Linked DNA regions of Zea mays: all the other regions are linked to region 7. Evidence: chromatin contacts called from public Hi-C data. All regions are on one chromosome and are shown on one strand. Each heading gives the region's core, a stretch centred on a gene start, on an enhancer-like site or on the middle of the called end of the contact. The rest is flanking DNA. Distances are from core to core; before and after follow the strand shown. Region 1 holds the start of LOC100217075 (GDSL esterase/lipase LIP-4). Region 2 holds the start of LOC100284892 (alpha-L-fucosidase 2). Region 3 holds the start of LOC103650140 (dihydrolipoyl dehydrogenase 1, mitochondrial). Region 4 holds the start of LOC100282347 (craniofacial development protein 1). Region 5 holds the start of LOC100193911 (Golgi apparatus membrane protein-like protein ECHIDNA). Region 6 holds the start of LOC100285863 (alpha-L-fucosidase 2). Region 7 holds the start of LOC100194020.

Region 1 (3,979 bases), core at 995-3,494, 390 kb after region 7:
CACTTCGGCTCTGTCGACTGGAGGACGTGCGTCAGGATAAAGGTGTCAGGCCGCCTTTGCATTAAATGCCCCTGCGATTTGGTCGGTTGGCGTGGCGATTTGGTCAGGGTTGCTTCTTGGCGAAGACTGGGCCTCGGGCGAGCCGGAAGTTTGTTCGTTGCTGGAGGGGGGCCTCGGGCGAGACGGAGATCCTCCGGGGTCGGCTGCCCTTGCCCGAGACTGGGCTCGGGCGAGGCGTGATCGAGTCCCTCGAATGGACCGATCCCTGGCTTAGTCGCACCCATCAGGCCTTTGCAGCTTTGTGCTGATGGGGGTTACCAGCTGAGAATTAGGAGCCTTGAGGGTACCCCTAATTATGGTCCCCGACAGTATCCTTAGACTCAATGGTGGCACGGTTGGAGGGGCCTTGATCTACAAGTTCATGAATTTATATGGGGGAAACAGTGTACTGATTCTAACTAACATTAGTACAGATTTGCTCCACTTTGATATGGTAGTTTAGGGTACAATTGTGACGTAGATCTAAATATAATTTTTGAAAAAAAATCAATATTTCAACTATGATTAAAAAGATTTTGAAATCGATGAAAAAAAATAAATTTGGCGTTAAATTTTGAAGAAAAAATTTGTCCGTATTTTAATTACAGATTTTTAAAATATATCAAATTTAAATTATTTCAAAATTACAATTAAATGTTACTGTATCGATTTTGGTAGTCAGGCGCACGTGTAGAATAGCTTGTAGTGCTAATGTTTTATGTAGTGTTTGTTGCTTATGTATTGAATCGAAATAATTAACTAATTAAGAGCGATAAATGACGCGCTCGTGCACAAAAAGGGAACTATACTTGCAATAGAAGATAGCAGAGAATACCAAAGCAGTGGCCAACTGCCAAACCCAACGTTGGAGGAGACTGGAAGAGGTAAGCTGGTGCGATGCGACCGTTCGTTCGTTCGGGTGATGGGTGCCGTGAAGCGCCGTTTCGCCCATAGCGGAGCCGTGTCGGCCGGCATCTCACGCAAGCTTTGTGGGCGCGCTGGGCGGCGGCAAGGCGTGCGCCCCCATCACTATCTCGGCGCACTATGCCTGAATCATGATCCGCAGGGATCCGTCCATCCAGACTCGCGCGCGCACTGGGCAAGTAGGTGACGCCCAAAGGGGAATGCGGCCGCCGAGGGATCTAGAGGCGACCACCGCACACCGCAGGCCCAGGCATCAGGCATCATATCATGCACTTCTTCTTCCCGACCTGTAAGCCGATGATGCGCATGCATCATATCATGCACCGGCCGGCCCGTTGGTGGCGCTCGCGTCACGGTTACACCTGCACGTCTCCATGTACATGTCGTTGGTCGGTCGGTCGGTCCATGCATGGATGGAATGGAACAGACACACCGGCCTCTGCAAACCTGTGCGACGCATGTGGCTTTTCTCCCGCCCATTCGGTGCGTGCTGGGCGGCGAGACTGATGATGATCAATTGGTCATGCTACCAACGCGTACGTCTCCGATCCGTGACTGTTTGTAGCTAGCAAGCAGACTTGATCTATCCCAAAGTAGTCTAGCCGAGATATTTAGAAAAAAAATGCACGTATGGCTTTGTCAAAATGCCCACCAACCACACAACTCGATGATAAACCGTTTGCTACAATGCATATACTTCTTCATATCTTATGTTTGTAACCGTATATAGACCAAAATACACTTCTCATATGCACACACAAATAGAAGTCTAAAATAAAATATACCGTGTTTTAATTAATTATCATCAACATAGTACTCATAAACATAAAAAAACCAAACATTATTATCAAGCTAGCAATTAATAATAATTATCGGTTTTCAATGTCAATTTCGCTACAGCTACCAAAGCTAGCTAGCTAGTAGAACTAATATAAACACTCGAGATCGTACAGTACGTTTTACCTGTTGAATGATGATGATGCGCCCAGAAAAGCGAGAATACAGTGTACACTGACCCCGGCCCTTAATTAGATATACCCGCTGTTAGTACCATCGACACTTGTTTTTTTCCCCGCTCCTAGGTACTAGCTCACTAGCTAGTACGTACTAGCATGTTGCATAGATTTTGGAATTTGGAATCAAGAACACACGGCCCGTGGTCCGTGAAAGCCAGTACGTTGCATTTGCATGTTGCATGTCACATTGTCATTTGCCCGTGTGAGATGCGTGCAGCTGTGGGGCATATATGCATGGCCGATCGATCGACCACGCGCGCGCACAGCCACTTTGCTCAGCCACTACACGCCCGGCTACTTTATAAACACACATACACCGATCGATACACGACACACACGTACATACAGAACAGAGCGCACGCGCAGGCACAGCCCATCCAGCCAGCAGGGAGGGACACGGGCGGGCATGGCTGCTGGTGGCGCTGGTGCAGCTGTTGCGGCGGTGCTCACGACGGCCGTCGCTGCAGTCCTCGTTGCGGTGTTGACGACGACGGTGTCCGGACAGGACGACCCAGCGCCAGAGCCAGCGCCGGCGGCGGCGTGCGCGCGGCGGCCCGTGGTGTTCGCGTTCGGGGACTCCAACACGGACACGGGCGGCGTGGCGGCTGGGCTGGGGCACTACTACCCGCTCCCCGAGGGCCGCGTCTTCTTCCGCCGATCCACCGGCCGCCTCTGCGACGGACGCCTCGTCATCGACTACCTCTGTGAGTGCCCCTGCTAGCACCTTGCTATACACCTCTCTGTGAGTCGCCTACAAATGCTGAGGACACTCACGCACGCACGCACTCTGAGGGCGACGCGCGCAGCTGGCGGCGTATCCATGTTCAATTTGCAAGCGTGCGTCCTCTGCATTGGCGTATAGGGATAGATGATGTGCTTTCTTCTTCTGGTTGGTGGCAACTGATGGTGACGGACACACGCTTAATGGTCGCAACTAGAGCAGGCCGTCTTTTATTTGTAAATAATGATAAGCAGCGCGCGTGCACGGCCCCACCATCGCAAGAAAATGACAAGGAATCGCGCACCAACCGCGAGTTTTCATTCCATCTTTCTTCATCCTCCTTTGGTTTTCTACTGGCATGCATACCACCAGTTGCTACTGTACTTGCTAGTAGCGACTTATAAAAAGAAACGGAGGGAGTACTTGCTAGTGTGCTACCTATCGTGCACTTCCACAGTCTGTTCCACATTTGTGACCTCCATTATCTTCTTCCTCATCAATTAATTTACCGTGGAGCAGTCAAGATGAGACGTGACGGCTGCACTGATCTGCAACAAGAGACGGTTGTTATTACAGCCGTCCGTCTGGTGGTGCATGCCAGCCAGCAGCATTGAACTGAGTCCTTTCATCCCTGACTGATCGAACCGGCACCGCGCCGCGTTGGATCCTGCTGATGTCGTTGCCGGCCGTACACAGCAGCAGCAGTACTTGAGTCGATTGCCACTTCGCCGCGGCGCCTCACTAGCTATGCTGCGTGTGGTGGACCTCCTCCCGAATTAACCACTAATAAGTAATAATGCAATGCGCAAGCAGGTGAGAGCCTGAACATGAGCTACCTGAGCCCGTACCTGGAGGCCGTGGGCTCCGACTTCACGGGCGGCGCCAACTTCGCCATCTCCGGCTCCTCCACGCTGCCCCGCAACGTCCCCTTCGCGCTCCACGTCCAGGTCCAGCAGTTCCTGCACCTGAAGCAGCGCTCGCTCGACCTCGCCGCCCACGGCGGGACGGCTCCCGTCGACGCCGACGGCTTCCGGAACGCGCTCTACCTCATCGACATCGGCCAGAACGACCTGTCCGCCGCATTCGGGAGCGGAGCGCCCTACGACGACGTCGTCCACCACAGGATCCCGGCTATCGTGTCAGAGATAAAGGACGCTATCATGGTACGTCTGCAAATAGTATCAATCAAAATAGATTAAAAATTCAACGTACGGCGTTTGCAGACTCTCTACTACAACGGCGCCAAGAACTTCTGGGTCCACGGCACCGGCCCTCTGGG
Region 2 (3,540 bases), core at 202-2,701, 270 kb after region 7:
TCCGATGTGACTCGGCAACACTGTCAAGTTAGACGGGACGACTCGAGCGCGGACTGATTGGTGGAATCGAGTAGTGTATGGTTGGGTTGCGATGGGCGAAGAAGGGGCCGGGGGGTCCGTTCAAGGACGACGCTGATCTTTCCCGATTTCGGACACGTCCAAAAGGACCCTCTCCCTGCACAGAGCACAACACATGGGCAGGCGCTGTTGGGCCGCCTCACCTCGAGCGACGTCGACGTACCTTCTTGCTGCGGTTGGGACCTACCTAGCTTCTCTCCCGAGTCCGGACGGTTGAAACCCTCGCAAGCTGTCTGCCCATCACCGTCGGCCGGCTACTTTACCAGCTCTCCCGAGACCCCGCCGGTGCCGGTGGAAAAACAAAAAAACTGCTAGCTCGGTCGCATCTAGCTTGGTACGTTGATTGCAAAGTGACATCGCAACCGCCGTGCCGCTCGCTCTGTCTTGGTGGGGCCCCCCGAGCGTACGTCACGCTTGCACTTGGCATCTCGCGCGCGCTCTGGCCGAAGCAGTCGCCATGACGGACAAGGAATGCGTTTCCGTGCGTCCAAGGAGGCCACGACAGATCGATAAAAAACCTTCCTGCTGGTTCCAGTTCCAGCCAGCGTCGTGTCGTGTGGTGCCACCGGGCGTAAACCTAAACCGTAGGGCTCACTCTTGTCTTGTGTATAAATATAAAGTCGCTCTCGAGCACGACGAATGCGCGTCATGCGGTGCCACAGGACGCGCGCAGCCCGCTCTCCTCCGTCTGCGCGCGCACGAGCGGAGCGGCCACTGTCGTGCTCGCGATGGCGTTGTTGCTTGCTGCTCCCGCCACAGGACGGGACGGCGGTGCCCACTATAGCTTATAGCTATATACGCGGGAGCTTCCGATCTGTACTCCTACATAAGCACAGTCGACAGGTCGATCGGTATCCGCGGTCCTGCGCCATTAACAAGTCACACGGGGCCGGACGGGTGGTGGGCGCGCCCCGGCACCTACCTGATGATGTCGTCCCGTCCCTCCCCTCCCGCGCCGCCGTCGGTCCCCGAGGCAGCAAGCGAAGCCGATCAGATGCGCCGTCGCCGTTCCGCCCTCGCGCGCGCGCGTCGCGCATCCAGCCTTTATTACTCCAAATGCTTGGAGTATATCGCAAAAACCATCATCAACAGACCCCGCCACCCCACCAACCGCCCTTGACTCCAAGCATGGCGCCATAGATGCCAGCGGAGGGTCCTGATCGATTCATAAACACGCGCGTTAATGCATCGCCTTTCTCCGCGCGCTTGGCCTTTTCCTTTTCCTTTTCTTTTCTCCCCACCACCATTGTTGTATTGTATCGCTCCGTCGGTTCGTCGTCGTGCGACGTCTCGTCATCTCCCGACAACGAGGAGATGCTATGCTGCTACTACTACGGTACTACCTACTGTGGGAAAAAAGGCTGAGGCCACACCTCAACCTCTCAACCTCAACTGCTGCATGCCGCCTATACATACTACGCACGCAGTCGCGCCCGGCCCTGCACTGCACTGCACGGGCGCGGCGGGAGATCGAGAGGAGACTTTGCTCGCTTTTGGTGGGCATCCGCGCGGAGCGTGACCACAGACGGTGTAGAGACTAGATAGATCGGAAGGGGATCTAGGCATAGAGAGCGAGGAGGATGACCGGCGTTGTTGCAGGCGCCGGAGGGGGCAACAAGGCGGCGGGCGCCACGCTGCGGCTGCACCACTACCTTGTGATGGCCGGGGTGGCGGCGGCGTTCGTCCTCGCCTGCCTCCGGTACGCGCCGGACCCCGCGGGGTACGGCTTCCTGGCCGTGGCGCCGCGGCCGGTGGAGGCCGATGCTGGTGCCCGGCGGGACACCACTCCTCCACCGCGCCCGTCGTCGTCGTCGTCGTCGGTGGTCATCTTCAACTTCGGTGACTCCAACTCCGACACGGGCGGCATGGCGGCGGTCAACGGGATGAACATTAACCTGCCCGAGGGACGCACCTTCTTCCGCCGCCCCACCGGAAGGCTCTCCGATGGCCGCCTCGTCATCGACTTCATCTGTGAGTAGCTAGTTCTCACTTCGTTCCTTCCACGATCGTCGCGAGCTCAAACTGGTACGACATAGACGTGCTTTCCCCACGCCACGCTTGGAATTCAACTTCAAGCAAGCGCAGTAAAATCCTTCACTTTTTTTTTGCCTCCTCCATTTTCTTTTTTTGTAAACTCTCCATCAGATCCTACATAGACTGAGTACTGAAACACACCACCAATGAACGGTTTGGATTTCTCTCTAAACTCTAAACGAGAGGTTTAGATGCATAGTTTAAAATTAGCTCTAAACTTTACCTCGCCTTCTATTATTACACTAGAGCTTTATTAGAGATTAAAAATAAACTAAATATTCTAATAAAATAATTAAGGCTCTAAAGTTCAGTGTGGAGAACCAAACAGACCTTCAACTGTCGGATCAAGTAGACCGCTAGGTACGTCCAGCACTCCAGCTTGTTTGTGCGCAGAAAAGAAATATATAATGGTGACTGTTATCTTCTAAATAAAAGGCTAAAAAGAAACAAATGGGCTTTTTCGCGATGCAAGTGGAGGAAAGATGATGAAATTAAAGGACGTTGACGTAGCATGCATCGGCCATAGTGGGATTTGAAAAAAAGAGGTTTATGTCGGCCCGAAGGTACATGTGCGTACTCCGTCCGTCGCTATTTAAGTGTGGCCCGTGACAATCATGCCAATTATTTTTTTTCGCCTCGACTCCGACTAGATTTATAGAAAAATATTTACGACAATTTATATCTCCGAATAAACGTATTATTAAAGACAACAAACTATCTAATTAAGGGTAGTGATTATGTACTGGTACTCAATGATTATATACTATAAATATGAATATTTTAGAATCAAGGCCCTGTTTCAATCTAACTGGATAAATTTTAGTTAGCTTAATGCTAAACTTTAACCATATAAATTGAAATGCTAAAGTTTAGTTCCTTGGTGTGTTTGGACTACTCTAATAAAGTTTAGCATATTGGAATAAAAAGACACATATGCTCCTAATACGGAGAGAGAGGAAATGAGGTTAGAGGGCATGGGTGGAAAATGGGGTTCCCTGTCCCACATTTAGCTACTTTTAGCACCCCTTGAGCAGCTTATGAGATAATATGTGCTAAATTTTATCACACCATTATTAGTTCTCCTGTTTAGATCACTAAATGGCTAAAAGTAGTTAAAAAAAGCTGCTAAAGTTTATCTAGTGGGATTGAAACTGGAACTAAGTGCGATTGATTTGTCGGGAAGAACCATAGGTAAAAAAAAGAAAAAGAGTGAGTACATCTCTGCACAACATAGGTAAAAAAAAAGATCATTAGTTCTTCACCTTTTCTTTTTCAAGAGGAAATTTTTACCATGCTACAGTTTGTTGGACAGATCTATAATTGGGTTTTGGCATGCAGGTGAGAGCCTGCACACGCCTTTCCTGAGCCCATACCTCAAGGCGCTGGGCGCGGATTTCAGCAACGGCGTGAACTTCGCCATCGGCGGCT
Region 3 (3,807 bases), core at 318-2,817, 420 kb before region 7:
CGCGCTCAGCAACCCGCCGAACGTCCCTGGCGTGCTGTCTTCGGATGTAGGGGAGACCCCACATGACACGTAAAAGATGAACCGAAGTGTTCTTTACTTCTTTTATTAACAATTGGACCCATTCGGTCAACAAAAAACAATTAGACCCATGACCATGGGACCCTGGTGGAATTCCAAATTGTATCTATAAGTCTCCAAGGGCCCCGAGGAAAAAAGAAGTACAGGAATAAAAGAGAAAACAATGTATTTCTTCAGATAGAGTGGCCCAGGTGATCTCTTGATCTCCGCCTCGGCCTCACTGCCCTTGACCATATGGTGTGACAAAATGCTGCCAAAAGTTCGAACACAAAAAGAAGTGTTGCACATAGTTTCAACTAATTACATAAAACCATAACAGTCCTTTAACAGGAAATGAAACCAAAATGAAGTAGTCACCCCATTTAGAATTAGTGGATGGTCGTTATTTTGACCTAACTATAGATCATTGATTAGTGGTACATCAAACAATTTCAAAATATTTGTCCGTGACTGATGTACACCAAAACAATACCAGTAACTTTGATGATGCTGTAGTAAAAATTTATCACCAAGCAGATGCCAGATTTCAAAGAAACGCAATTAGACAAGCACTTTATAACATATCTCGCACCGATTCCAAATGGGCAGCAGAGATAAACTGAAGACTTCTAAACATAACAGGAGATTGGTTCATAATTATACCAATCCTTGACAGCAAATTTTAAACAAAAGTTTTATGTGCCATCACTCTTGCAGAGGGACCCTAATGCTGTGAAACAAAAACTGCTTCTGAAACCCTATTAGCAGTGTAAAAAGCTCTCAGGATCACCAGATTTATCCGCTGCAGAAACGAAGCTGAAGCCCACACCCAAGAAACTGCATCATCAAGGACCTAACAGGTTAGGTTCACAGCCGTATGACCTAATATACCCCCAAATCCGCGATTCTCACAGATCTGATACCCCAGATCAAACATCATCACATCGCAACAAAGAGATTGGTGGCACAGCAATGGGGTTACCAGAGCGAGAAGCTGAGAAGACGAGCTAGGGCATCACCTTGGATGGGATGCATCCGACGTTGAGGCAGGTCCCGCCGAGAGTGCCCCTCTTCTCGATGCAGGTGGTCTTGAGCCCCAGCTGCGCGGCCTTGATCGCCGCCACGTACCCTCCGGGCCCGCCGCCCACCACCACCACGTCGCTCTCCTCGCCCGCCGCCGCGTACGCCCTCCAGGCGGACACGGCCGCCCCCGCCGCCGTCTGCGGCCGCCGCAACACGGCCGCTGCAGCCCGCCGCCTCGCTAGGATCGCCAGCGCCATCTCTCTCCGCGGGCGCTTCCTTGGTCCTCTCTCCCCGACGAAGAGATCCTTGCGCGCTGAAGAGAGAGACGAGATGGGAAGAAGAAAAGGTGGGCGTGGGGAACCGGCCAACCGGGGATGGAAAGACAATGGAATGGAGGTAGCAAAAAGGGAAACACCTATGGTAGAAATGGCAACACGACAAAAAAAAAGCTATATCCAGCACCCATATACACCGGTGTATATGAATTTATCTCGTATCCATACTCATACTTATGTAGTATGAATTACTTAGGCCCCGTTTGGTTTCATTAGTCATAAGACTAAAGTTTAGGGGTTGTTTGGTTTGGTGCCTAAGACGCCACAATGTGCCAAACTTTTCTGCCTAACCTTAGTTCTTCAATTCGAGCGCCTAAGGTTAGGCAGATTGTGGCGCCTTAGGTAGGAAACCAAACATGCCTTTAGTCTATACCTTGTTTGGTTGTAAGGACTAAACATATTCTAAATACATTAAATTTAATACATAAAGACTAAAATACCTATTTTCTTGTTTCACAATAGTTTTCTAAGCAAGGGCAATTGAAGTAAATATTATCAATTAGTCCCTTTTAGCACCCATGTGAGGGACTAGAGATTAAAGTCAATTAGTCCCTACTTTAGTCCTTTCGTTTGGCAAAATAGAGACTAAACGGGACTAAAGATTAGTCCCTCTAACCAAACGGGTACTTATCGGGTCATCCGTACCCACAAAGATTAAACATTTATATTATACAATTGTCAAGTATATCCATCTAAGTACCATTACAAAATTTCTAACATAATTCAATCATCTATTCAAAAACACCATAGACAATTAGATAAAGTAGCAACTGTTGGGGGCCTTCGGCTTCCGAAGGTCCTCAAAAACATGATTTAACAATGTTTCTGGAGTATAATACATGAACAGGTATCTTTGGACTCGGATCAGAACCACCATATGAAGAAGCACAAAGAACACGAAGGTTGGCGCAGAGACGAAGCTATGTGCAGGAGAGCTTCGGCACGATAGCAGAAAAGGAAACTGACTTAAAAAGGAAAAGGTTATTCAGACCTCGATGGGTTACTATAGAGTCATTAGCAAATGTAAAGGGCATGGGTGTAATTTTACATGGGCTGCGTCCCGTGCCTATAAATAGGTGAACAGTGCTCCCATACTGTTCACGCTGACTTGGCATTTGCTTTTGCGTCACGCTTGTACTTTTACCTTCTTTCAAGTCGAATGTACACTTGTAATTTGATATCATTTCTGTTTTTCCATAATAATAAAATAGAAATGAGTTGATAACAATACATAATTGTTTATGTTATCTCTTATACTGCATATGATTTCTTCTTCATTATTATATCTTATATTGATGAAGGTATGTCCTTCATAACATTCGTCCGAAAATCATTATGTCCCAGGGGAAATAATGCTTCGAAGGACGAAGGACTTTAACATTTAACATCTTTTGTGTTGCCTTGTTCTTAACTCATAGCATTTGAGAATAAGTCCCCGACATTGGCGCCCACCTCCGGTGAACTCTTTTCGACCACCTTCGGTAAGCACCGACCTTCGTCATGCCACCAAAGAAAGCTTCAGCGACAGAGGCTGACGCTCTACAGCCGTTGGACCCGAACCAGGAGACTCTTTCTCTTCGAGAGGCCCGAAGCCAGAAGAGGAAGGCCACTAGTCCAACACCCCAGGAGGACGAGCTGGACCAAGAAATCAGGAACATGGAGATGCTTCATCAACAGGTACAAAGGAAGAAGGAGAAGATGGCTCGACTAGCCGACCTTCAGAGGCAGATTGACGAAGCTACTGAAGAAGTACGCCATCTCGCTCAAGATGAGCAAGAGCGAAGGCCCCAACATAGGGAGCTTCATCAGGAAGGCTTCTTCAACGAGGATGAATGGTATGCGGATTTCCATCATGGAAATTTTGCTTTTGATGATGCTTCTCCTCTGTCAGCAGAACTGCAGGCTACACCTTGGCCCCCATCTTACAAGTCACCCCAGCTCCCCATGTATGACGGGCACTCAGATCCGAAGCAGTTTCTGATGAGCTACAAAGCAACCATATCTTCATATGGAGGCAATACCGCAGTCATGGCGAAATCTTTCGTCATGGCAGTCAAGAATGTTGCGCAAACCTGGTACTCCTCTCTTCGGCCAGGAACGATCACATCATGATAGGAGCTGAAGGACATGTTGATCACCAGTTTCCAAGGGTTTCAGACGAAACCGGTTACCGCTCAAGCTTTGTTCCAGTGCACGCAAGATCACGAAGAATACCTCCAGGCGTATGTCCGAAGGTTCTTGCGTCTGAGGGCACAAGCGCTAACGGTGCCCAATGAAATTGTCATTGAGGCCATGATCAAGGGGCTTCGGCCAGGACCTATAGCCCAGTACTTTGCCAAGAAACCCCCTTGGACCCTAGAGAAATTGCTTCAAAAGATGGATGAATACATCC
Region 4 (3,607 bases), core at 1,037-3,536, 460 kb before region 7:
ACAGTCCGAAGTTACACAGAGCCCACCACAAGGGTCACAGTTGTTGCCTGACGTGACCGGACAGTCCGGGGATAGTACCGGACCGTCCGATCCACTCGCAGACCGTCCGACTGCGCAGGTCGGACCGTCCGGAATACCAGAGGTCACCTGTGATCCGCCTAGTGCAGAAGGCCGGCATAAATATAACCAACCACCCAAGCCCCAAGAACCAAAAAAGTCACATGTCCCTGAGCTTGTTTGGCCCACTAAGGCCAAACCTTCTGTTCGCTCTCACCCGCACTCGACACAAAGGAAAAAGTTAAGTTCACATTTAATATTACTAAGTGTGATAAAATATTTGATGAGTTTCTTAAACATGGTAATATTAAATTGTCACATGTAATTCCTCCGGTTGAACAATTAAAAGGGTGCGTGTATTGCAAAATGCATGGTTCCTTTCTCCATAACACCAATGATTGTGTCGTCTTCCGTCGGCAAATACAATCGTCTATAAACAAAGGCTGGTTGAGGTTTCAAAAAGAGGTGAAAATTGACAGGCCACCTGTCCTTGTCACCACATTAGAGCCGACGAGCAAAAAGGCCATAATTCGGCCTTGTGCGACCGATAAAAGCAAAGATAAAAATATCGTCATTGGTGATCCCCGCACACCAAATATGTCACGCAGAATGGTTACTCGAAAGGCTCCGGACAAAAGAAAGACCGAAGGCACCGGGGGGCAAGCACGATCGAACACCCGATCATGATCACCTATCCTGCGTACGCCGGACGGTCCGGGTACTAAGGCCGAACAGTCTGGAGACAGGAGCAGACGGTCCGGCTATAATGGTCGGACGGTTCGCAAACGGTCAGAAGCAGCAACCTCAGACCATCGGACCACAACGTTCCAAAACAAGTGTTAGGAAACAAAACACTACTAAGACGTCTGGACGACTCAGTAGAGTCGGCTCTACTTTTGATCAGTTGCTTACCAAATATATGAAGATGGTCGTTCCACACAACCGGCCAATAAAACAAACAAAGTCAAAAGGGCGATCTGCGCGAAAACAAAAGCCGACTAAACCGACCCAAAAGGTAGCACAACCAAGATCGCCTTGTCATCCTCCTCCAGGGATAGCGCGGTGCTTTCCGGTCTATCCATCGTCGATGTGTTGTCCTACTCATGCGTGGGGTGGTACGACGATGAATCCGTATTACTGGCTCAATTCATTTGCTTATTTGGGCTGGGGGCACCACAGGTTTTTGCCTATTGAAAGGATGATCAGGCAGACATGGCCGAAGAGGATGCAATCCGAAACGGCCTCTGTGCATTAAAGTTCCATCAAGTATTTATATTATCTGATCGCAAGAGCCGATGACTTGCATCGAGCTGAGTCCTTACTTCGGGGACAAAGTAGTTCATGAGGTCAATTGTTTCCGAAGTTTTCGCTGGTGCTTTTGGTTCGCCAAGCTCCACCAAAAGGAAGGGGGGCATATGTTGAACACCAAAATGAGCGGACGGTCCGACCCTTAGACCTAGACAGTCCGTGTGCCCCGAGATTAGATTAACTCAGGTGTTTATCCTTATCTCGTGTGTGGTTATCCATCTAATCACGTGGGAGTTGTTGGCTATCTCTTAGGAACAGGTCCAGACCTCCTCCCCTATAAATATAAAGGGGTACGGCCGATTGAGAACCCCTGAACACATTCCAATCGAATCAATTACTTTATTTACCTTTCCTGCCCTAGGAGTAGATGTAGCGTAGTTTTAGTTATAGTCTACCGCATATCCACCTCCACCCCTATTCGACTCTATGTCGTCTAGATCCATCTTGGGTGGTCTGCCGACCCTAAGACGACCCTAGGATCTTACCCCTTCCGGGGGGCAAGATCTAGTTGTACACCCAAGGTCATTTCCTCGAATTGATCTCTTAATTCCTATGCAGCTCCACGTTGTCTAGGGACGCCCCGGGTGACCTATCGACCCGAAGAGCCCTAAGATCTCTCCCTCAGGTGCGAGATCTAGATTCCAGCAAGGAGGAAGACGACCCTGCGCCATCGCGGACCGTCCGGCTCTATGCGCGGACCGTCCGGTGCAACGCAGGGAAGGTGTCGCTCCTGCGCCCAGGTCGCGGACCGTCCGCGCCGCCGCGGAGGCACCGCCAGGCGGTATACCGCTAGTGATTGGTGCTGCCCAAAAAAAACACCAACACCGTGTCTAGACCGTATTTTTTTCTGCTTCGGACCGACCCATCAGACCTGATCCAAATGTACACCTATACCACCGGGTGTAAAAACCGCTGGAATCGGTCAGAACCCGACCCGCTGCCAAGCCTAGTTCTTTCCTCTCCTCTCTTTTTCAGCCCCCGGAGCCGCCTGCGTCACCACATCGTCATCGTGCGTGTAGGAGTGTCCTCCAGATCCAGAGCCGGCGCGCCGCCCCTGCCTCTCCTGGCCTCTCCGCCCTCCGAGCGCGCGCCGACGCCGCCCCTAGCGCCGCCCGTAGCTCTAGCGTCGACGCCCTGCCGACGCCCAGAAAGCGTCCCGGCCTTCACGTAAGTTGCAGACTGCTTGCTCTTGGTCTGGTTCTCCTAGGCATTGCCAGTGAGCAGACGTTCGTGTAAAGAGCAGTAGCTGGAAGTCCCGAGTCTCGAGTGGAGGCGGATCCAAAGCCAAAGCCAAAGCCAACAACCGCCGCTGGGACGCGAGGGATCGATTCGGAGATGGCGTCAACTAGCTCCGCCGGGGACGTGGGAGACTCAGGTACTAATTCCCAAACAAATCCTGGATACACGGAATGCTTTGCATGGTTTTGCATTGATGGGATTGGAATCCTCGCTGAAAAAAATGCAAAGGGAGATTACAAGCTAGATGGTGCGTTCCTTGTGGGATTTGCGCGTCCAAATCTGTGTCTTCAGTGCAGAGATCGTCCTCCCTGTAATTCGTTCGTAACATTATATGTCTGCAGGGTATTCTAGTCCTGTACGGCTCTTGATAAAGTTACTGTTCATTACTTGCCTTTTCTTGTGAGGTCGCATTACGATTAAATTTCAAGCTTTGTCATTAGTTTCTTTACAGCTCAGGCTAGCTACCAGTGTCCTATGCATGTGAGTGATCCTGACATTCATACTTCAACTCTGACACAAACAGAGGACTGTTTATAGGATACTTCTGCAGATTTATCTTTTCAGATGTGATGTCTAATTTTGATGCAAGTCTCATAAGTAGGATGAGATAACAGCTTGAAATGTATAAACAAGTTCCTGACCCTTTGGTATGTGGGATACATAGAATTATAGAAAGATGGGTTATGTTGGAACATGCAGTTCATTTCTTGTTATGTCCCTTGAGAACATGTTTGTAAGGGTTCTGTATCTTTTGATACTTTGGTTTAGAATAGTTATCTTTTTTAGATGTCTACCTCTTTAAATGGGTAATATATGGCACAACAGTTGGCACTAGTAACTTTCATGCCTTCCTCACAAATGGAGGGAGTGAACCATTGTGTATCAGCACAAGACTAAGAAACAGCACATGACTCCCTTTTTTAGGATATGAAAACCACAGAAAAGATTTGATCATACAACTTCCAGTAGAATCGGTTTGACTTCCGAGTTACTTTAATGTGAT
Region 5 (3,667 bases), core at 928-3,427, 440 kb after region 7:
TCGCCCTTACAATAAGGATCAAAGTGAAAGCACTAGAGTAAGGGAAGGAAGCAACACACACAAATCCACAGCAAAACGCACACACACAACCAAGACTTGAGCTCAAATGAATAGCACAAAGTTCACCACTAGAACGGAGCTCAAATCACTAAGAATGTCAATCGAGTGCGCAAAGACGGAGTGTGAATGATCAAGAATGCTCAAAGTATGCTTGGTGTACTCCTCCATGTGCCTAGGGGTCCCTTTTATAGCCCCAAGGCAGCTAGGAGCCGTTGAGAGCAATTCAGGAAGACTATCCTTGCCTTGTGTCGGGTGGTGCACCGGACAGTCCGGTGCACCACCGGACACTGTCCGGTGCTGATTTCTTTCCTATTCTGGCGCAGCCGACCATTGAAGATTTGGAGCCGTTGGCGCACCGGACAGTCCGGTGCCCCCATCAGACAGTGGGCTCGGCTACGCTCACGCGCGGATTGCGCGGCCGACCGTTGGCGCAGTCGACCGTTGGCTCACCGGACAGTTCGGTGATTTTTAGCCGTACGCCGCCGATGAAATCCCGAGAGCGGCCTTTTCACCAGAGCCAGCCTGGCGCACCGGACAGTCCGGTGCACCCAGACTGAATAGTAGTTGGCTGTACACAGCCAACTCTTTTTTCCTTTTGTCTTTTCTCTGATTCTAGCACTTAGACACATATGTTAGTACACAAAAACCAATGTACTAAGTCTAGAATCATACCTTTGTGTTGATTTGCACTTCTTCCACCATTTGGCATAGTTTCATACTTAAACCATTTGTGTTGGCACTTGATCACCAAAATACTTAGAAATAGCCCAAGGGCACATTTCCCTTTCACTAACGTGTCCGACAGAGAGGTGCCTGAGCCCTGTGTACATGCCAACGTGGCTGTCGGAGAGGTGCTAGAGCCCTGTGTACGCGGTAACGTGGCCGTCGGAGGAGCGCTTGAGCCCTATAGAAGCACAGCTGTCAGGGCTGCTGGGATCTTGCTGACGTCTCCTTGCTTCCGTAGAGGGCTGAGAACCACCGTCGTCATGGACGCACGCGGGGAGCCATCATTACTTGTTACCGGGGCGAGCCTGGATGGGACGCCGGTCTTGTTCCCCCGTAGCCTGAGCTAGCTAGGGGTAGGGTAATGATGTATCCCCCGTAGCGTGGTCGGTCCGAGCTCAAGGTCGGGCGAGGCGGAGACTCCTCCTGAGGCCGAGGCCGGGGTCGGGCGAGGACGCGATTCCTCCGAGGTCGAGGTTGAGGCCGAGCCCTAGGGTCAGGCGAGGCGGAGACCACCGTCCGAGGCCGAGGCCCAAGGTCGGGCGAGACGGAGCTTCCTGTTGCGCCTTGGCTGTTGTCAGCCTCACCCTGGCGGGTGGCACAACAGTCGGAGCGGGGCAGGCGACGCTGTTTTCCTGTCAGGTCGGTCAGTGGAAGGGCGAAGTGACTGCGGTCACTTCGACCCTGCCGACTGAGGCACGTGTGTCAGGATAAGGTGTCAGGCGATCTTCGCATTGAATGCGCCTGCGATACGGTCGGTTGGAGGGGCGATTTGGCCAAAGTTGCTTCTCGACGAAGCCTGCTCGAGCTGGGGTTTGGGCGAGTCGAGGGTGCGCCCGTTGCTTGAGGAGGCCCTCGGGCGAGGCGAGAATTCGTCTGGGACTACAGTTCCCGCCCGAGGCTGGGCTCGGGCGAGGCGAAATCACGTCCCTTGAGTAGACGAAGCCTTAATCTGAACCGTGCCCATCAGCCTTTACGGTTTGTGCCGATGGTGGTTACCAACCGTGTTTAGGAGTGTTGGGGGTACCCTTAATTACGGTACCCGATACCGTGCGTTCATAAAAATTATTATGCGAAGAGCAGAGTCAATCAATAAAAAACCTTGAAATCTTTTTAGTGGATATGTTATATAAATGTTATTATGAGCCGTCGCAATGCACGGTCAACTGAATAGTTTGTTTTGAAACTTGAGAAACAACTAACTCAACACTTCGGATGGATGGGTAAAGGGCTAAAGGCAGCCCAAAATACTTGCACTTGCTGATGCCACGCTACAGTCGAGTTCGGGCCGGCCAAAAAGTGTCGAAGTGTTTCTTGGCCCGACCCGATACTTCCTGTCAAAACGGCAGGGCCGGACTGGACTCCCTGCAGGCCTTGCATTTTTTGCTCCGCTTTGCCTTCCCCGATTACGCTCCCTCGCTACTCGCTAGTCGCCACGCTCGCCAGGTTCTCGCGTTGCCCCCGCGTCTCTCTTCTCGTTGCGACGACTGGGCGATCGCTGCCGCCCCGGCGCCCCCGCCGCCAGGTGCCAGGTTGTCGCCGGGCCCTTCGCCGGCGATGAGCACCCAACAGGTACCCCATACCTCTTCTCTTGTCTTCCATTCCTTCTGTGCGAAACTGAGCGCCCAAACCCTAACTGAAGCTATTTACATTCGGATCTGTTATATCATGTAGTATCATGCATAACATTTCTTTTGTTTTGTTGCAAAAATTATCGTGTGTGAATGTGTACACCCATGTTGTTCTTCACTGGATCCGCCCTGTTGCAGGAGGTTACCGAGAACTACGCAAATCCTAAGACATGCTTCTTCCATGTTCTCTTCAAGGTACACATGGCTACAGTTTCTGATCTTATATGCACCAGAACTGTGGTTAGGTTTTAGCTGATTCTGATTGTTTCTCCCTGAAGGCATCGGCATTGGCGTTCTACATACTGTCCACACTGTTCGTGAACAACTTCGTCATCATCTTTGTCATCACTGTGCTCCTCGCAGCACTTGACTTCTGGGTCGTGAAGAATGTCAGCGGAAGGATACTGGTTGGGCTGCGGTGGTGGAATGAGATTAACGATGAGGGAGAGAGTGTCTGGAAGTTTGAGTGCCTTGATGGAGAGGTTTGAATTTGGCAATTTACATTCTTGTTTTTCCTTTTTTGCCTGTTTTGGTCCAGCTGTGCACACAAAATATTCAATTAGCCCTTTTGTTGCAGTCCCTGGCTAGGATGAATAAGAAGGACTCATGGCTGTTCTGGTGGACTCTATATCTGGCTGTAAGTGCTGTAGAGGCCACTATTTATTATTATATATTCTGGTAGGAATAATAAGTAGTACTATTAGAAGTTTCATGTTGCTTGAAGTATTGCTGAATGTACATCTATACTAGTATACTCAGACGACATGCAGTTAGTTTCTTAGGGAAGTAACAATGAGATGAGGAGCCTATGTAAAATAACACCCACCTACAAGGAATTCTATGAACTCAGTAGAAGCATGCAAGATTCCTCCACATAGAGTTAGTGAGAGTATTGACAATTACTCATGTATATAAACTATAAGGCACTACATGCATTTCTTACTTGCTGCTGTTATTAAAATGGATATGAATGCATAGGCTCATAGGAATTCTGGGAGACGTTGGTTGTAATTTTGTAAGTGTGTGGTTATTGTAAACTTTATTTCCTTTGAGTGTTGATACCGCGAAAGGGTCTCTAGCTGAGTTGGTTAGGTGGTCTGAGTAGCACTCCTTAGGTCCTGACTTTGACTCCCCATGGGAGCGAATTTCAGGCTGTGGTTAAAAAAATCCTCTCGTCTGTTCCACGCCAAAGCACAAGTCTAAGGCCCGGTCCCGGTCTTGGTCGTTTTTCACATGGGCTACGGTGCCGCTGT
Region 6 (4,116 bases), core at 323-2,822, 320 kb after region 7:
AAATTTCGTACTCATTTACGATGTTTTAGCTCACGTTTTACGCTGGAATCCGCCCGAGCAGAACCCGCGAACTGCGGCTGTAAATTAAAATTTATTTCCTTCTACTAATGCTCCTCGAACCGTAACTGTCCCTTTATTTACGCGATTATGCAGCACGTCTTTCCTTATATCAAACCGGTCAAAATTTATATAATGCATGGTTTATGCTATCATGTTACACAACGTTATGCAGTCGTAAACGGTGTGCACATGGTAATATTCGTTTCCGTGAGTCAAGGTACAAAAGATCCCTTCTATGCATGATTTATGCGTGCGTATTTTTTCCTACTGTAACTGCGCCTTTATTTACGCGCACGAAGAACACGTCTTTCCTTATCTTAAAACCGGTGGGAGATTTTAAATGTTTGCATGGTTTACGCTATCATGTATCACAGCGTTATGCAGTCGTAACCGGCAAGCACATGCAAATATTCGTTTCCCGTGATTCGTGGCATAAAAGATTCCATTTATGCATGAGTTATACACATTTGTACATATATTTATGTGTGCGTATATCGCATGTCGCGTCTCAGCCGGGATACGTGGCTATCCTATGCATGGCTGACGTAAGTTGGCGTCCAGTGGGCCGAACGCGACCCGATCAGCCTCCTGGCTGGGGCTTCGCCCACTAACGGAAGCCCAGGGCTTCCATTACCTCTTCCCTATATATATATATATATATATATATATATATATATATATATATATATATATATATATATATATATATATATATATATATATATATATATATATATATATATATATATATATATATATATATATATATATATATATATATATATATATATATATATATATATATATATACACACACACTGTGTTGATGAGGTCACGTGCGTGCACTGTTCGCATAGAACGAAGGTTCACGTGTTAAGTAAATCTATAGCCGGTCGGCACGCTTCGGTCGGCTGATGCATGCATGCATGCTACAAGAGGCAAGATCTTGTGCCCTGGCCCCGAAGCACCACACCAGTGAAGGACCAGTAGGAGGGAAAAACAGCGAGCGCAACCAACAAACTAGAGATTTGTCTGTTCGTTCCTTGGGCAGGGCAAGGTATTGACCGTGCTGACCAAATTTAAAACCAGAGCGACCTATGGATAGATTACAGGTTAGTGGCGCTTCTTTTCGACCATGGTTGCATATTTCCAATCCAATCCCCTCATACGGAAAAGTTCAATTCTCTAGGTGGGACCGTCCAGATGGATCGAGAAAGAAAAAGGAAAACACTAGATATTTCCTAATACAACAACAACAAAAAAGGAGATAATTCAATGATTTATCTTTGTAAAGCAGTGTACTACGTGGAGTAAGGCAGCACCCTCCGTCGCATGGCACCCCACGGCAACGGAAACGACGACGGCACTCCCGTTGGCATGATTGCAGTACGCGTTACCGTGTCGTAAAATGGGTAGCTCCATCCGTCCCCTCCCCACTGCACACCACACCACAGCAGCATATATGCCACTGCCCTGCCCAGGCAGCCAGCCATGCCGCCACCACCCCGATCCCGGCACAGAACCCAGTGCCAGACGCGGACAGCGAGCGCGACCACATCTATCTAGGACCCGTATCTCTCTCTCTCCTCCCGACCAGCACGTCACGTGCCACGGACAGGGGTCAAGCGCGGTCGCCGATGTCGGCAGCGGGCGGCAGCCTCGCCCGCGCCACCTCGCGGCCCGCGGCGGCAGCATGGCTGCTGCTGGCGCTGGCCGCAGCAGCAGCATCGGCGCTGGCGCTGCCAGCGGCCGCGGGCGGCTTCAGCTGCCGTCCTGGGTCCCGGCCGGTGCTCTTCAACTTCGGGGACTCCAACTCCGACACGGGCGGCATGGCGGCGGCCAAGGGGTGGCACCTCACGCGCCCGGAGGGCCGCGCCTTCTTCCCACGCCCCACCGGCCGGTTCTGCGACGGCCGCCTCGCCATCGACTTCCTCTGTGAGTCTAGTCCGGCCGGCGCCACCCCCATTCCTATCCCATCCCCGAAAAAAGAGCAGCGCTCTGCAGAGGATTCTGTTCCGTTCTTAATCCAGTCTTCGCCATCCGTATCTGAACTTTTGTGTCATCATCCATGCGGCTGATACTAACAATTAGTATAGCACTAGTAGTCTAGTATACCACAACTCATCCAATACATCACCCTTCTGGAGCTTCAGTCACTGACGGATGAACCCCATAATATCTTGCCATGACATCTATCAGCAGCCAGCCAGGATCTGTTTTCCGTGCAAAGTGCAGATGCGGTGGGGATGCTGAGACCACGGCATCACGTGCAGGAGCTCATGTATTATGTTGCTCAAGCTAATCATGTGTACTACTACCATCTGCCAACCAGAGTACACTGCCTCAGCTAAGCAACACTGCTAATTAAGGACTATCACGTGAAAGCGCTCTGCTCGTAACTCGAATTACTAGATTGGTTGGCCCCTGTCCCTGTTCCTGTCTAATTTCATTTAGTGTCCTGTCCTTGTGATCATTCATGGTCGCAGCAGACTCTGCGCCAGCTGCCTTGTTTCCTTGACACGAGAGTCTGTCTCTGACCTGTTCTCTCTGTCTTCTGCATTTATATTACAATGCTGGACTGCTCGTTGTTGGTCAGGCCGGTCCGCCGGTGCGCGCGTGATGATAAATGCCCAAATTTTTCAAGGAGAGGCAGAGCTAGTGCTTTTCCAAATGCATCAGCTCCTTTTTTTTCTCTTCTTTTTTTTTCCAAGGACTGGCGGCATTCATTCATTCACTCCTTCAGTGTGGCTGCTACAACATGATCCCTTAGCTAGCAAGCACCTTTTCTTTTGTTCTGTTTAAATAAAAGAAAAGGAGAGTATACAAATTGATCTTTTAGTATATCAATATCTCGATAAATAACAGACTGGTACAGTTATAATTGTTCTGATAATAGTTTCATAATATTATGGTGTGCATACTACATTTTCCACCTTACAGGAGACGACTTAAATTGCACATCTCAAGAAAGCGGTGATATATATACCTGTTTATGCCCATTTCTCTCAGAGAAAATAAATGGGCAGTAATACTTTCGAGGGAGTTCATTTTTGTTCCAGATAAACTGACCACTGCTTTTCGCCTGCATGGATCGTCAAGCCTTGCCAAATGCATACTGAGATGGCCTCACCTTGTAGTCTGAGCAAGTCTGTGCGAGTTGTTCTTCTACACTGATTTATGTTCTTCTTCACATTTTAATTTGACCATGCGTCTCTTTCATGTACATGCAAATCACTAACTGATGCTAGAAATGGTTGTTCTCCTGCTAACATTTAGTTGGGCCCCAAATTGCATCCAGGCGAAAGCTTGAACATCAGCTATTTGAGCCCATTTCTGAAGGCGTTAGGCTCCAATTACAGCAACGGTGCAAATTTCGCCATTGCTGGCGCAGCAACGCAACCGCGAGATGTTCCATTTGCGTTGCACATACAAGTGCAGGAGTTCTTGTACTTCAGAGATAGATCCTTGGAACTCATCGATCAAGGTTTGTTGAACTCTGATCATATTCAACCAATATAATTCCTCGACAAAATAAAATCAACCGTCACAAATGAACAAGAGATGAGAACCATTTACATGTACATTGAGTGAGAGATCTACCTGAACAGCTGACTGCAAACTTACTGCCTTCCACACTTGTTAAATGCAGGTCTAAGTGGTCCAATTGATGCACAAGGATTCCAAAACGCTCTATATATGATAGACATAGGGCAGAACGATGTAAACGCTCTTCTGTCAAACTTGCCCTATGATCAAGTTATTGCCAAATTCCCACCAATTCTTGCTGAGATTAAGGACGCTGTCCAGGTAAAGCTTCTGTTTTTTTATTTTTTTCTCATTTATACTGTTTGACAATTACTACCATCGTTCTCGAATATTTGTCGCCGGCTAGTTTATTTTTAAACTAAACCGCGACAAATAAAAAAGAATGGAGGGAGTACTTTCTTTTTGAATACATACCACAATCAGCAATCCTCATTGCACATGCTTTTCTGGTGGTGAATGAACAAACATGCTACATGTATAAAAGAGATGATTTTATTAGTAATTTATTAT
Region 7 (3,706 bases), core at 1,185-3,684:
TGGTTTTAAGCACATTTGTGAAGAACTATAATATTGTGAAATGTAATATAATGGATTTATATGAATAAATTATTCCTTAAATGGTCAGCCCTTGCTCTGTACAGAAAGATAGTCATCTAGGAACTTCATGAAACAGTACAATGATCATGATTTGACAATGTACATAGCTATGCATCATAAAGCGAACATAATGATTAAAATGAACAGTATAATGACTGAGGTTTAGAAATCTAAAGAACCACAAGCAATTGCAACATGATAGCTTCACTATAGGAGTATCACCCAAAAATGAAAATATGTCAAATGATCGTTTCTGTGTTCATTGCTTCATACGTCACATGCATCATATATTCAGATTTATAGCGTCCTCCGTTGGAAACAAATATATTCAACAAACTTGTTCACATGCTGTTGGTGAATTGGCTAATAGTTGCTAAGCACAAAAGTTGGACTTAAGACAATATGGAGCTAGTGTGAAAGAATGCTCACCACATCTAGAGGCACAAAGTATGAGCATGAACAGATACTCGACATTAGACCTGCAATGCCATTTGCTATAGCAATTTGTGACGCCTCTGACAGATCAAAATGTTCACAATACTTAAATGTCATTTCTTTAGAGATCTCCAGTGATGTTAGAGCTAGCACTCGCCCAGGCAGAGCTCCAACAGCAGCGGTGCCAAATCCTCTGAAAATGCCAGGGATGCCATCGCTTCTCAATATCCTCCTAAAAACAGCAAACCCAGACATATGTGCAAGCCCACCTTCAGCAACCTGCATCCTAGTCTTCACAACAGCTGTTGGGTGCAGAGCACCTTGCTGGGCCGTGAACAGGATAGCTCCAATCACATGAAACCTCGTCTTGTCCAACCTTAAGCGTGATACAAAAAGATAGCTACATCAGTTATAGGAACATGAAAAATTGACATTTTCTTTATATATTCGAAGTCCATAATTTATGCAAATTGCCATGTTGCCAGCATGACATTTCCAAAATAGCATGCAACTCTACAGGCCTTTGAGTACAGGTGACATGAAAACCAAAATTACTGTCCACATCATGGATGAAAAAGATGCAGGTAACAGTAACAGTTCGAACATGTGATTTTAAAGGAATTTTATGAACCCTAGAGTGATCTACAACAATCAGGAGTACCTGAACTACTTTCTTCACTTAACATAATTCTCCAAATATTTCTACATGTACAAACGTTGAAGAACTTTTGGCACAAAGAAAGCTCATGAAATCTTGATGGGTGTAGACGTTAGTTCACAAATGAATCTCCCATTCTTTAAAGGCAAAAGTCAGTTCTGTGCATAGCTATTGCCTGTCTAATGGAAATTGCCTTGAGAAATTGAGAACTCATATGCCACAAAGGAGAATATTTACAACATAAGGTCTCAGTACAAATCCCTATAAGCTATGGCTTGAATCAAGGACCCCAGAAGCACAATTAGAATCAGAAACTGCTGGGACGTGTTACATGTGTACTAAAACAATACGTCATATGTAAAAGCTAAGCATTTGGATTTCCTTATTCTTTAAGGACATGCTCATCTCTGTGTCAAATTTCCATACAAAGATGAACAATGGGAAAAAAACATGTCTACTTGTTAACCGCACCAGTTTGAAGCAGATTGAAGTATAGTAACTACCAGCTTGAACATAGCAGCGGCTGCTGGAATTGGGGAATACAATCGATTCCTCTCTAAACACGTCAAGTTTTGCCAATTAAATTTACAGGTTTCCCAGAATACCAAGTTCCGTTCCCCGTCCACATCTGCGGCACTGATCTCGTGGACCTCTGCCGCGGCCCCCGCCCACCAAAAGGTTGGGAAAAGACGCAATGCGCCCGTGAATCACCTTCATGTAACCCACTCTTCCCTGGCTGCCCATTCCTCATCCTCGGCCCGTGCCAAGCACGGGAGCAAGCGGCGGGCTGAGAGTCCAACCAAACTAAAAGCACGCTGGCGATCTGGAGAAGGACCAAAAGATGCCAGGCCGCAAACGTAACCTGACTTCCAGGATGAAAAGGTTCCTCTTTTGGATTCTTATTAACTCTCTATCTATGAAGGGGAACGTGGCGCGTACCTCTCCCAGTTGATATTGGCCTCTGCGAGCGCGATTCCTGCCGCGGACGCCTCCGAGGTATCCGCCGCCGCTGCCATGGATCCGCCACACGCTTACACACGATGCGGCTCCGGGAGAGGAACAAATATAGGAGAAGCGGCGCGGTGTTTGGTGCTGGTCCTCACTTCGTGCGTGTTTCCGGTCCGGACGAAGTGATGTCGGCGCCTCTGCGAGCGACTATGCGCACGGGGAAAAGAAGGCAGCGGCGGAGGCCGGAGGGGAGGAGGAAGGAGGCGGAGCCAGTTTGTTGGGGTGCGCCACCTCGAGACATTAGGGGTTTTGGTTAGAAGTTTCCAGCACGGTCGGGTCGGCGGCGCCCCTCGGACCGCGCTGCCCAACTTGCCATTCGTCCGGCCTCGCCTCACTGACTTGCGGGGCCTGGATTGGGCGAGGGTCGTAGTGAAACCGAGGAGTGGGTCCCGTCAGTGGGGCCGGGTCGGAGATTTTGTGGTGGCTGTTTCTCGCTTTCCTGCTATCGGGGAACGGGGAGTGGAGTCGTGGCGACGGGGGCTAGGAACCGAGGAAAGCTGCACCAGCGAGGCGGAAGGGGGGCACGTGTAATGCGCCTATTGAGCCTTGCTGTCAACCCTGCCACGTGCTCAAAAATGGCAGGTAGGCGGCCTTCTTTTCGTTTCTGTTATTTCCACATCCCCGCATCGCGTGGCGTGCTGAATGAATCGCGCGTGCCTCCGCATGAATGACACCAAATCGCCTGTTCATTTTTTATTTTTTACAGTACATGATAAAATTAAACTGATTGCTATAAAATTTTTGCTTTATTTCTATAAAATATTTGCATTCTGAAAAGATCTTAAGCCCTAGGTGCCCGTGCAATACTACAGAACACAAATTGCGAGCCTCCAATACACTTAGAGCCCTAGCGATGGGCGGCGTGAATATAATGGTGAGTGCCCGTGCGCTGCGACGGGAGTAAAAAAATTTGTATGAAATATATAAACGGAACGAAAAATATCACTATGATATGTAAGTTTTGTGTGGTAAACATTATCTATATCATACAAATTATTTCTAAAGAGTTAATTTAGAACTTTGTAATGACAAACAAATATGTCGACAACCATACACTAATCTAGTCTTTTTCAGCGATATCAATAAGTCGTTGTTGTATATTTACAGGGATGACATATCGACACGAATTGTCCTCATAACTTAACAGATCAATCACAAAGTTCCTTTGAAAAATCTTTGCATCCTACACACAAAGACAACAGAGAACAAAACGTCAAATTTGTATTATGTAACCAGAATGTATGTTTGAACATTAAACGAACGTATTACACTCACCCTAATAAATTTCATTCGTCTGTCATTTCCCCACATGGTCATAACTTGTAGAACGAGGTAGCTGGTATTAAGCCTATAGAACAATCTTTGGCCAACTATGTTATATACAATGATTATCATAGAAAAAAATTAAACTGTTGAGAAGGTGGTACGAAGAAAATACCCTCTTAGGTCAATTGGAACATCAGGCCTAATTGTATGTTCCCACTGTGGGGGACAGATATCCCCCGGGTCCACTAGAAGAGTAAAAGACCTCACGAAAGGCCCAAG

What was found. A called contact is a pair of places that touch in the nucleus more often than the background predicts.
Region 1: a Hi-C map of ear shows a contact between it and region 7, with 3 times the contacts expected there. The contact joins the promoter of LOC100217075 here to the promoter of LOC100194020 in region 7. A contact is called at or near these places in 3 of 25 Hi-C or Micro-C datasets (bundle sheath, ear and tassel) and 1 of 3 datasets of contacts at active chromatin or transcription factors (leaf).
Region 2: a Hi-C map of ear shows a contact between it and region 7, with 4 times the contacts expected there. The contact joins the promoter of LOC100284892 here to the promoter of LOC100194020 in region 7. A contact is called at or near these places in 12 of 25 Hi-C or Micro-C datasets (bundle sheath, ear, endosperm and 4 more) and 1 of 3 datasets of contacts at active chromatin or transcription factors (leaf).
Region 3: a contact with region 7 is called in a Hi-C map of leaf, with 3 times the contacts expected there. The contact joins the promoter of LOC103650140 here to the promoter of LOC100194020 in region 7. A contact is called at or near these places in 6 of 25 Hi-C or Micro-C datasets (bundle sheath, ear, leaf and 2 more).
Region 4: a Hi-C map of endosperm shows a contact between it and region 7, with 2.5 times the contacts expected there. The contact joins the promoter of LOC100282347 here to the promoter of LOC100194020 in region 7. A contact is called at or near these places in 3 of 25 Hi-C or Micro-C datasets (endosperm, leaf and root tip).
Region 5: a contact with region 7 is called in a Hi-C map of tassel, with 6 times the contacts expected there. The contact joins the promoter of LOC100193911 here to the promoter of LOC100194020 in region 7. A contact is called at or near these places in 4 of 25 Hi-C or Micro-C datasets (bundle sheath, ear, endosperm and 1 more).
Region 6: a contact with region 7 is called in a Hi-C map of tassel, with 4 times the contacts expected there. The contact joins the promoter of LOC100285863 here to the promoter of LOC100194020 in region 7. A contact is called at or near these places in 9 of 25 Hi-C or Micro-C datasets (bundle sheath, ear, endosperm and 3 more) and 1 of 3 datasets of contacts at active chromatin or transcription factors (leaf).

What each region holds. Positions count from the first base shown.
Region 1 is chr3:61,202,214-61,206,192 of Zm-B73-REFERENCE-NAM-5.0, forward strand. LOC100217075 (GDSL esterase/lipase LIP-4) reads left to right here and starts at 2,245. Exons shown (of 4, transcript NM_001143445.1): 1 at 2,245-2,683; 2 at 3,514-3,863; 3 at 3,924-3,979. The coding sequence starts at 2,386.
Region 2 is chr3:61,089,694-61,093,233 of Zm-B73-REFERENCE-NAM-5.0, forward strand. It overlaps LOC100284892 (alpha-L-fucosidase 2), which reads left to right and starts at 1,452. Exons shown (of 5, transcript NM_001370684.1): 1 at 1,452-2,049; 2 at 3,451-3,540. The coding sequence starts at 1,659.
Region 3 is chr3:60,392,600-60,396,406 of Zm-B73-REFERENCE-NAM-5.0, forward strand. LOC103650140 (dihydrolipoyl dehydrogenase 1, mitochondrial) reads right to left here and starts at 1,568. Exons shown (of 2, transcript XM_008675787.4): 1 at 1,077-1,568. The coding sequence starts at 1,337.
Region 4 is chr3:60,358,616-60,362,222 of Zm-B73-REFERENCE-NAM-5.0, forward strand. LOC100282347 (craniofacial development protein 1) reads left to right here and starts at 2,287. Exons shown (of 6, transcript NM_001155259.1): 1 at 2,287-2,532; 2 at 2,609-2,740. The coding sequence starts at 2,701.
Region 5 is chr3:61,251,286-61,254,952 of Zm-B73-REFERENCE-NAM-5.0, forward strand. It overlaps LOC100193911 (Golgi apparatus membrane protein-like protein ECHIDNA), which reads left to right and starts at 2,178. Exons shown (of 6, transcript NM_001138983.1): 1 at 2,178-2,355; 2 at 2,553-2,609; 3 at 2,693-2,896; 4 at 2,992-3,051. The coding sequence starts at 2,341.
Region 6 is chr3:61,133,345-61,137,460 of Zm-B73-REFERENCE-NAM-5.0, forward strand. LOC100285863 (alpha-L-fucosidase 2) reads left to right here and starts at 1,573. Exons shown (of 5, transcript NM_001158753.2): 1 at 1,573-1,995; 2 at 3,359-3,544; 3 at 3,710-3,867. The coding sequence starts at 1,698.
Region 7 is chr3:60,815,595-60,819,300 of Zm-B73-REFERENCE-NAM-5.0, forward strand. It overlaps LOC100194020, which reads right to left and starts at 2,435. Exons shown (of 6, transcript NM_001139083.1): 1 at 2,093-2,435; 2 at 490-871. The coding sequence starts at 2,169.